2 separate regions of the Mus musculus genome follow, and region 2 is linked to region 1. The links are chromatin contacts, called in public promoter capture Hi-C maps. All regions are on one chromosome and are shown on one strand. The core of a region is the stretch at or near the end of the contact, and the rest is flanking DNA. Distances in the headings are between cores, read along the strand shown.

The links. Promoter capture Hi-C pulls out the DNA fragments that hold promoters and counts their contacts.
Region 2: a contact with region 1 is called in a promoter capture Hi-C map of liver, with 4 times the contacts expected there. The contact joins the promoter of Foxo4 here to the promoter of Yipf6 in region 1. A contact is called at or near these places in 3 of 39 promoter capture datasets (cranial neural crest, liver and pre-B cells) and 1 of 9 other capture datasets (liver).

The regions. Positions count from the first base shown.
Region 1 is chrX:98,935,085-98,939,946 of GRCm38.p6, reverse strand. Yipf6 (Yip1 domain family, member 6) reads right to left here and starts at 2,166. Exons shown (of 7, transcript NM_207633.2): 1 at 1,659-2,166; 2 at 46-174. The coding sequence starts at 1,715.
Region 2 is chrX:101,252,684-101,257,545 of GRCm38.p6, reverse strand. Foxo4 (forkhead box O4) reads right to left here and starts at 3,018. Exons shown (of 3, transcript NM_018789.2): 1 at 2,273-3,018. The coding sequence starts at 2,725.

The sequences.
Region 1 (4,862 bases), core at 917-3,416:
TCGCTCCCATAACACTGAAGTGGTCTCTCAACTCGTCTAACTTACAATGGTCCGACGAATGGATTCATTCAGTGTGGAGCTGTCATGTTCTTGAGCACGAGCTCTGGAGGGGATGGTAATCTCCCCTTCTATGGGAATGTCCTGAGAAATTGACACATCAGACAACCCTGCAAACTGAGAAAAGATTGGGGGAAAGAAAATTAAGCTTACAACTGCAAAATGTCTCAGAAACATCACCATTTTCTAGAGTTGGGCCTGGCTATTTAAGGTTTTGCGTAGTAACTAAAAGTAGCTCAACAGACATTGGGCAATACAACTAATTCCTAAACACTCCTAGTTAACACAGTAAGCCCTGTCTACACATGCATGCGTGCATGCGTACAAACTTGCACACGTACTTAAACACATCACAGGCATTACAGAACGGGGAACAGTCTGGAGTAAAGGGAAACTAAGAACAGCTAGGTAACCTGTAACTATGTGGCAGGAGGCATAATGTTTGCATTAGTTTACATATTTTCACTATTCTGTGGTGAGCTTCATCATTTTCCGAACGTCTAAACTTGGGTTTAGAGAGACTTTACTCAGGGTCACAACTGATCCATAAGATGGCCCAAATGACCTTATCCCTTCAGTGCTGGAGATTGGACCGAAAGGGTCTTACGTATGTAATGCACTCTCTTTCCCGCTGAGCTCCAGCCCCAGATTCAATATCCTCCTTTACAGTTTCATTCCTGGTGCCTAAAAGACTGCCTGGAACACTCTAGATGCTCGAGAAATATTTTTGCTGAAGAGATGAACAAATAGAGCTAGTAAGCAGAAGAGCTGGGACTTGAACCAAGTTCCCTTGCCTCTCAGTTCAGTTCTCTGTTACGCTGCCAATTTAAAACAAAAGAAATGAAAGCAGTTACTGAGCAAACAGTATATAAGCAAATACTGTTTGGGAAGAAGAACGACAGGGCGTAACAACGACTTCCTTATACTCCTCCACTCATGACTGTATTAGGCACTTCATAGAAGTTATGCCATTTTAAAGGCAGGTACCTTCTTTTCAGTTTAAGAGTCAAAAACACCCTTCACTGAAACGAAATGCTCAAACTCACAAAAGCTTCAGTGCGAATGCACTCTAGCTCACATGGGGTTAACTGTGAAGCCAGTGTTCTTAAAGCAGTATTGGTGGCTCTTAGTGACATATGTGTCATGAAGGGGATAGCAAGCACCTGCAAATAATAATTAGCTGCTTTGAGTCACCCACCGGGCAAGTAAAGGTTCCGGTTACAACCAATAAAACGACAACGTCCTGTGAGAAGCAGTTTCATTACTTGTGTAGTACTTCACAATGACTGGTGACAAGTCGTGATAAATGACAGCGATAGAGGATACTTCAGAAACCACTCCAAGCTCGGCATTTAACTCACTGTCAAAGAACCCCTAGAGTGTGGACAGACAGCGGAGAGTCTCAGAAAGGCACAGAAGGCCAGCGAATGGAAGGGAGATGCAGCTAACTCAAAGACCAGGTGTAGTGTCAGCTGGTTGTAGACGCCAAGGGCCTGCAAAGCCAAGAAGCTCTGGCTCTCTGATCCCGAAGCCTTCCCGACTCGCTTCCCGGGAGCTCTGCCTCGCCCTCAGTCCCTTCTGCCACTGTCCTCTTAACTCACCAGGGGCTTGGATGCCGCTGCCTCCTGTTCTCCCGGAGAGTCCTCCGCTTCCGCCATCTTGATAAACCTCCAACTGCTCCCCTCCCATGCGTCTCTGCGAAACCTGAGACGTGGAGACCGGGGCTGGTCAGCGCGCGGTCGCGTTAAGACGGCGTCACCGCCGGCGCCTGAGGCTGGCTGCTGCGGCGCCCAGCCGAGTTCCGGTGCTCCGGTAGCCTCCGAGGCTCGAGCGCGAGCCTATTTGCTCACTGTTTGGGGACGCAGTTTCGCTAGGGGGCGCTCCGCCTTCCACGCCCACTGAGAGTGCAGGCTAGAAGCGCCGGCTCGCCCAGCGGTGCCCCAGGCTCCAGCAAACTCCCAGCCGAACCCAATGGAGCCCAGTGATGCTCAGCTGAACCCAATCGAGCCCCGTGATGCTCAGCCGAACCCAATCGAGCCCAGAGGCCCCAGCCAAACTTAGCCGAGCCAAGTGGCATTCAGCCGAACCTAGCTGAACTTAGCCGAACTTAGCGGAACCTAGCGGTACACAGCCAAACACAATCGAGTCCAGAGGCTCCCAGCCAAACCTAGCAGAGCCCAGAGGTGCACAGCCGAACCTAGCCGGACACAGCAGAGCCCGGCAACGCACAGCGGAATACAATGGCGCTCAGAGGCGCCCAGCCGAACCTAGTAGGCACACAACCAAACCTAGCCGAATGAAGCCGAGCCCAATGGAGCCCAGAGGCTCCTGCTAAACTTAGCGGAGCCCAGTAGCGTTCAGCCAAGCCCAGCAATGCACAGCCGAACTTAGCCGAACCCAGCGGTGCACAGCCAAACACAATCGAGCCCAGAGGCTTCCAGCCGAACGTAGCAGAACCCAGAGGTGCACAGCCGAACCTAGCCGAACACAGCCGAGCCCAGCAGCGCACTACCGAACCTAGTCGGCTCACAGCCGAACGCAGCCGAGCCCAGCCGCTCACCACCGAACCTAGTCTGATCACAGCCTGACACAGCCGAACGCAGCCGAGCCCAGAGGCGAACAGCCGAAGCTAGTCGGTGCAAAGCCGAACGCAGCCGAGCCCAGCCGTGCACCACCGAACCTAGTCGGATCACAGCCGAGTGTAGCCGAACGTAGCCGAGCCCAGCGGGCACCGCCGAACCTAGTCGGATCACAGCCGAATGCAGCCGAGCCCAGCAGCGCACAGCTGAACCTATCTGAACGCAGCCAGCGGTGGCCTGCGGCACAGAGCCACACCTAGCCGAGCCCAGACAAACGAAGTCGAACGCATCGGCGTTCAGCCAAGCGCTGCCGAGACCAATGGCGCCCAGTCGATCCCAACCGAACCTAACCGCACCCAGCTGAGAGTAGGCTATCCCACCACCAGCGCCACTGCGGAGCAAAGCGGAGCACTGTGGATCCAAAACGCGCCCAACTAGGACCATCTGAAAGCAGCTGAGACTAGCAGCGCTTGACAGAACCAGTTCACCAGAAGTGGCTCTGAAGTGCCATTCCTCGTGTCCCCAAGAAAAAGGCCTCCGACTTCAAGTTGAAGAACCTGATCCCCTTGTCTACTGCCGTCCTTGCCTTACTAGTTCCCTGAGCTTCATAGCCAGCTTCCATCTCCTTCAAATCCTCAAACCTTTGTATTGTCTCCCCACAGGTCCTGCACAATTATTCTCTCTTTCATCTCCTATCAAGTGGGAGAGCTTCACTCCACTAACTTCCCAAAACCACTACAACTTTGAAGTTGCTAAGCTACTTGGTGGCAAGTACTGAAAATGTCCTTGATCAGTAGAGGCTCCTGGGGTGGGTAGTAGGCGGGGAATGGGTAGGAGTCAGCTACTGTAACCAAAAAAAAAAAAAAAAAAAAAAAGAAAGAAAGAAAAAGAAAAAAAAGAAAAAGTTAAAACAAACAAACAACAACAAAAAAACCACCCCTGCCGGGACCAACTTTCACCCCTACCTCATCCTGGCAAACAATCAAGATGTTTCTGACTCCTGGTTGCTCTGACTCACCTCTTACCCAAGGCTCCAGTGAGGTCAAACAAGAGAGCCATTGTTGGCATCATCAACATTCTCCCTATGCAGTAAAATGCACTGCTTTATATATTTGGATAGGTAATTCAGAAAGGAACCCAGGGAATAGATGGGAGGAGGAGATACGTGGACTGTGGAAAGCCAGACTTCCCAGAATAAGCTTCTGGGGATGGCTATTAGTTATTTTACTTAAATATTAGTACAGTAATTCTCCTTCAAACCAAGTAAAATTTCAGTCCTTAAACAAACACTCGTGGAAGTGATAACAGAGTTGAGGCTTTGCCAGGGCTGTGGTGCTTGCTTGGAGTCCCAAAGGCAGGAAGACTGTTGCTACTTTGAAGCCAGTCTAGTCTACATAGAAAAGTTCAGGCCGGTCATGGCTACTTGGCAAGACCTCCTCTTAAATCTTTTAGGCTAGTTGATATGAACTCATTTTAATTACAAGAGGCATGCAAGGCACGACAGCCCAGGGCAGCTAGGAATGATATCACTAAGGGGTGGCAGGATCATCCTGGGGTACACAGACAGACTCTTACAAACCAATTATAACAACAGCAAAAATGTCTTATACAACTGCTTCAAGGACAGCCTTAGGCTCTCCATCCTAATCCTTCCTCCTGCTACCCCTCTCCCATGTCTCCCACACTTATCCATTCACTCAAGTTCCTTCCTACTTCCATTGGTAACTTCTAGTTTCTTGCCAGCCTCCAACATTAGTTCCCCCCCCCCCCCACCTGCAACCCAGTTTTCATCTCTAACCTCAACTCTTAGCATCTTTACCTTTCTTTAAAAATGTCATTGATGCTGAGTTAAGAGAAGGAAAGGCCATAAAACAAGCCAAGACATTTTCAGGATACCTAAGGATTATTTCAAACTCTTGGTGTTCCCTGTTCTCAGTTAACTAAGTGATACTGGCTGGATGTGATGCTTTGAGTTGACAAAAGAAAGGTTGTGAAAAACAAGGGTGGCATAAAAACTCTTAAAATAGAAACTTTCTGGTTTTCATCAAAATGTTATCTTCCCAAAGTACTAAACGAATCCAGTATCCTATGTCAGCTATATTTTATTGGTTTTGAGACAGGGTCTCTTATTCAGTCTGGCTTCAAACTCCTTATGTTGTGTGGATGACCTCAAACATCTGACCCTTCTTTCTCTGTCTCTGGAGTGCGAGCAGGTGTAGGCCACTA
Region 2 (4,862 bases), core at 1,769-4,268, 2.3 Mb before region 1:
CCCCCACACACACACCCGCTCCTTCCCAGTTTTTCTCCTTGGAAGTCTTCTAAGAATTTGAGCATAATTGCTCTACCTTAAAGGTCATTTGACCTCCCCTCCCGCATGGAGCTCTTTAGTTTAGAAATAAATTCAGGAGGAAGTTCAGACATGCTAGGAGCCCCTAAGAAACAGGCTTGAGACAGCGGGAAACCACTTCTAGCTCACTGGTTAAAAAAAAAAAAAAGGTGACCCTTTTCTTGAAGAGCATGGCTTGAGCAGCCTCTTGTGCCAGTTCCTTTAGCAAGACTTCCTTGACTCTGTGCAGATCCAATCACCCCTGGCTCTTAGTAACGGAGCACAGTTGTGTCTTCTAGCTCTGTGATTTCCTCCCTTCTTTTTCTCTAATTCTGGGTCTAGTGAAGTAAATGTGGTGTGTGTGTGTAGGGGTGAGGTGGGGTGGGGGTCTCTGTGTGCGCATGTGCGAACACGCGCACTCGCGAGTGTGAGCACATGCACACGGCGGCTGCAGCGGGTCAAGCTCAGAGACATATTTTGTGAAAGGAATTCACTACTGAGCTACACTTCCACCTATGACCCCTCTCCAGGAGGCCTCGGTACAAGCAAGTGGCAGAGGTCAGTTTCCAGGTGCGCAGGTGCGCGCGCGCGCGCGCGCACATGTATGTGTGCAGATAAACTGTTCACAAAGTCACCTAACTTAAGCTTTCTTGTTCAAGTGAGTGCCGCCCCCTGGTGGGGTGGGAGTGACCCTGGCACAACACCAGGGAAGTATTAAGCTTCCTGCGTGGGGAGGGGGGACACTCTGGGAGCTTGTGGCCCCCTTTTGACTAGGTTTGGCAATGAAAGCAAACCACGCTTTCCTCAGAGAAGCAGGGTCTGTAGCAAAGCTTGTCCTCAAGTCCTCATCTTGAGGGTAGACTCATTACCTAACCTCCCTGGGCCTTCATTTCCTCAGATGCAAAATGTGGACTCCGAACTGCCAAGGCGGACTAACTAAATGAAAAAAAAATTCTTAGATTTCACCGGTTATGGATTTAGCTTAGTGGCAACCATGCGGCCCTGGGTTCAGTTCCTAGAATCAAAAGGGGAGGAAAAAAAAAAAGACTTCATAAACTCTAAAGGCCGTGTTACGTGTAAGTCATAAGAAGGGACTACTCCCAGTGTAACAAGCACTCGTGGTCATTCTACCCTGGAAAATCAACTTAAGGGAAAAGAAAAACAGCTGTGCAGGCTGCGTCCAAGGAGGGAAGCTCTTTGTGAGCTTCAGATTGTGGCATGGCAGTCTACCCAGAAATAGCGCCAAGGGTCTCGGTCAGCTGTCCCATCTTCTGTTCAGTCTGGCCCCTCCGCACATTGTAGATCTGCTCCCTCACTCTAACGTCTACGTGAAGGTCCATTCTGTCCGCTGTACTTGGTACACTAACACAAACCACCTACAGAGAGAGATACAAGGCATGGATACGGGCTGAACCCTCCTTAGTTTTGTGATTAGAGTCCGTATTTCTCTGGCGAAGTTTTCAGAGTTACCGTTTGAGATCTTCCCAGTTTCTTCAAGAAAGACCAAGGACCAACTTGGACTCGAAAGTCAAAGCTATATGATACCTCCTTTCTCCATGAGTAGTATTCCTGAACAAAGACTTTCCCCGTGAGTTTGGAGAGCGCCTTACAAGGAAGGATTTTCGTCAGGAGAAGGTAAACTGAGGCAGATAGCAGCTTGCGGGCCTCTTTCCTTAGTGCACAAGGTCGCTACCTTTCCCCATGGATACCAACCACTTTGCCCCCCTTCACCGCCCACTCCCTCTTGGGCAGAGCAATCGTAGAACAGTTCTGTTCACTGAGGTATTGGGAGGCGAGCAGGGAATCCGAGTAATCCCGCAGGAATGGGCCAAAAGGTGTTGGGTGGGAGGGGAGGGAGGAGGGAAGGCTAGGTGCCGGTGGAGAATCCACACAGTTCCTGCTGTACATAGGATAAAGACTTCTCTGTGGGAATAAATGTTTGGAGCAGCTCAAGCCAAAGTGCTGAGTAGCGAGTAGAGAATTCGATTTTCCTCAGAGCAGGGACAGTGTCTTATTCATCTCCGATCCTCCTGCTTCAAGCTGCTCAGAGTGTGGTATATACTATGTACTAAGTAAATGCCTGTCTAACTGAAGATTAAAGGTGGATCTTTGGGCTTTCCAAAGGGGTGGAAAGGCGGTAATGGGGGGCCCCGGAGTGAGAGTAACTAGAGGGGTCCAAGGGTGGATGGCGTGAAGGTAAGGGAGTCATACTTACCTTCCATCCTGCCGAGCTGTTGCTGTCACCCTTGTCCTTGAAGTAGGGCACCGTGCGGACCATCCATTCGTAGATCTGGGCGAGTGTCAGCCGCTTCTCCGGGGCGCTTTCAATGGCCTGGCTGATGAGTTCTGCATATGACTGATTTCCCCAGGCATTCCGGCGGGAGCCTCCCTTCCGAGGACCTGTTACAGCCCCCAGGATTCCCGGCTGGGGGCCCCCTGCCGGCTCTGGGAGCCGAGAGGGCAACAGGATCGGTTCGGAGTGTCCCTCCGTGGGTACCTTCTGTCCCAGACTGGGCTCCACCTCGGACGGTTCGTGTGGCTCCGTAGCGAGGTCTGGTCGAGGAAGGGGCCAGGTGCAGGATCGCGGACGGCTCTGGGGTTCGAAGTCGGGATCGAGGTCTAGGATCGCGGCAGCCCCTGTGGCTGACTTCTTATTCTCTGGATCCATACGTGGGGTCGAACCTCTGCAGCTCAGCGATCAGTGGAGCCTGCCACAGTCCCTCACCATGCCTCCCCCAAGGGGGGAAACACATTCTTTCCAGTTCTCAGAAAGTCACGAACTTCTCCCTCGTCTCCGGACTCTAGCTCCTAAACTGTCCCTTTCACTCCGTTCTCCGATCCCCTCCGGAGTCCGGGCTGCAGCCTCAGAGTAGCGCTCTGAGGCACCACCTGTAACCTCCGCCTAGCGAAGGCACTTTCTGCACCCTCTCACTCAGCTTCCTGCTCTTTTAAACCTGAGGCACCGTATCCCCTCATACATTGCGCTCCCATCACCGAACGTCTCCTCAGCGAAGTTCCCTCCCCCTTTCAAGTTGCTGCCCCCCGGACACTCCTCCCAAATTTCCTCCACCCGGATCGCTGCCCTCCCCCACGCCCCGCTCCCGGGCGTCACTTGTCCCTCCCCTGGCTCTCCCTCCCCTCGCCTCTTCCCTCCAGGTCACTCTTGAGAGGGTCAAGGTTCTTGCGGCCCCAGCCTCCCCAACTCCAGAACTGAATCCCCTATCGGACCCCCCCACCCCCCGCCCCCCGGGTTTCCCTTTTGTTTTGCTCCAAGCAGCAGCCCCCGCCAGACGTCTCTGTTTACCACTCGCTGGGGCAGCCATCTGCGCACGCGCCTCAGGAGCCACTTGGGAAACTGAGTTCTCGAATCGTGCCACCCTGGTCGTTCTCGAAGACTACATCTCCCGTCCTACCTTGCGATCAGGAGTCCGATATCGGCCGCAGGAGAGCGGCGCGTGGCAGGATGTGGGGAGGTGGAACTTTAATGATTAGAGGTCGTCCCGGACTCTTTTTCTTTTCTTAAAAATATTTTTCCTCATTCCTTCCCTTTTCACCCACTTCCTCGAGTTTCGGGGTCGCCCAAAAGATCGTTTTGAAAGACGCTAGATTTTCCCATCCTTCACTAAGAAAGCAAAGTGAAAATGTATTGCCCTTATAAGAAGCAGAAAGAGTATCAACAAGTAGGGATCTGATTAGAAAATAAGACACACTCACTTGGGGAGTTGAGAGGGAAGCTTGTGTAACAACAAACAGTGTTCATTGGTTATGGTGCACTCTCTCCATTTTCTATGTACATTTCACAGACAGTCTTGCTAGTTTCCTCTGTCAGCTATGCAGGCCTCTGAAATACTGATCTTCTCCTTGTTCTGATCTTCAATGGCTTCTCATTCAACATGTCTCCAACTGAACTTTTTTTTTTTTTAATCTCTTTCTGCACCTATACCTCCACCCTCTAGCTACCTTTAACCTCTGTTATTTTGTCTTTTTTCTGGAGCTGAGGACCGACTCCAGGGCCTTAGCCCTTGTTAGGCAAGTGCTATACCACTGAGCTAAATCCCCGATCCCTACTCTTAAGCTCTGAATTTGGTTAGAGGCTGTTCTGGGTCTACCTAACCTTCTCAGCCACACTGATGGTCACCTTTCCACTTCTGTAACTTGCTACTTCCAAATTCTAAATGGAGACATTATGACTGGGTTTAAGTTCTTCAACAGTGCACCGGCTTCTAATCCTTCTAATCCTTTCAAATAAAGCCATTTCCTAGTGGGCCTATGGGGGGCATTCTTATTCAAACCAGCATATCAAAATTAGCTCACTTACAGCTCACTTAACCATGCAAGGTATGGTTAACCACTATTATATCTGTTTTATAGATGAAAATACAGATGATCTCAGAGATCAAGTGATTTACACAAGGAAACAGGTGGGCCTAAAAATCCAAAGTACTGTAATGTTCAAACTCTAGGAAAGCTCTTCAGGTTCAAGTTACACTTTTCCTGCCCCATCTTTCAACTAAGCACACTAAGTTTGAACCAGCTGTAGTTTCCCCCTATTTTCTAGAAATGCTTCCACCTTATAATAACTTTCCCTTTGCATCCTCTTTCTGTCTTTTTATTGTTGTTGTTTAGTTGTTTAACAGAAATCTTCTTCCCCCCAATCCCTGTCTAGTTTTGCTAGACAGAGTTTCTGTGTATAGCCTCAGCTGTTCTGAAACTCACTATGTAGATCAGGTTGGCCTCCATCTTCTAGAGAGCTACCTGCCTCTGCCTTCCGAATGCTGAAATTAAAGGCCTGTGCCACCACCATC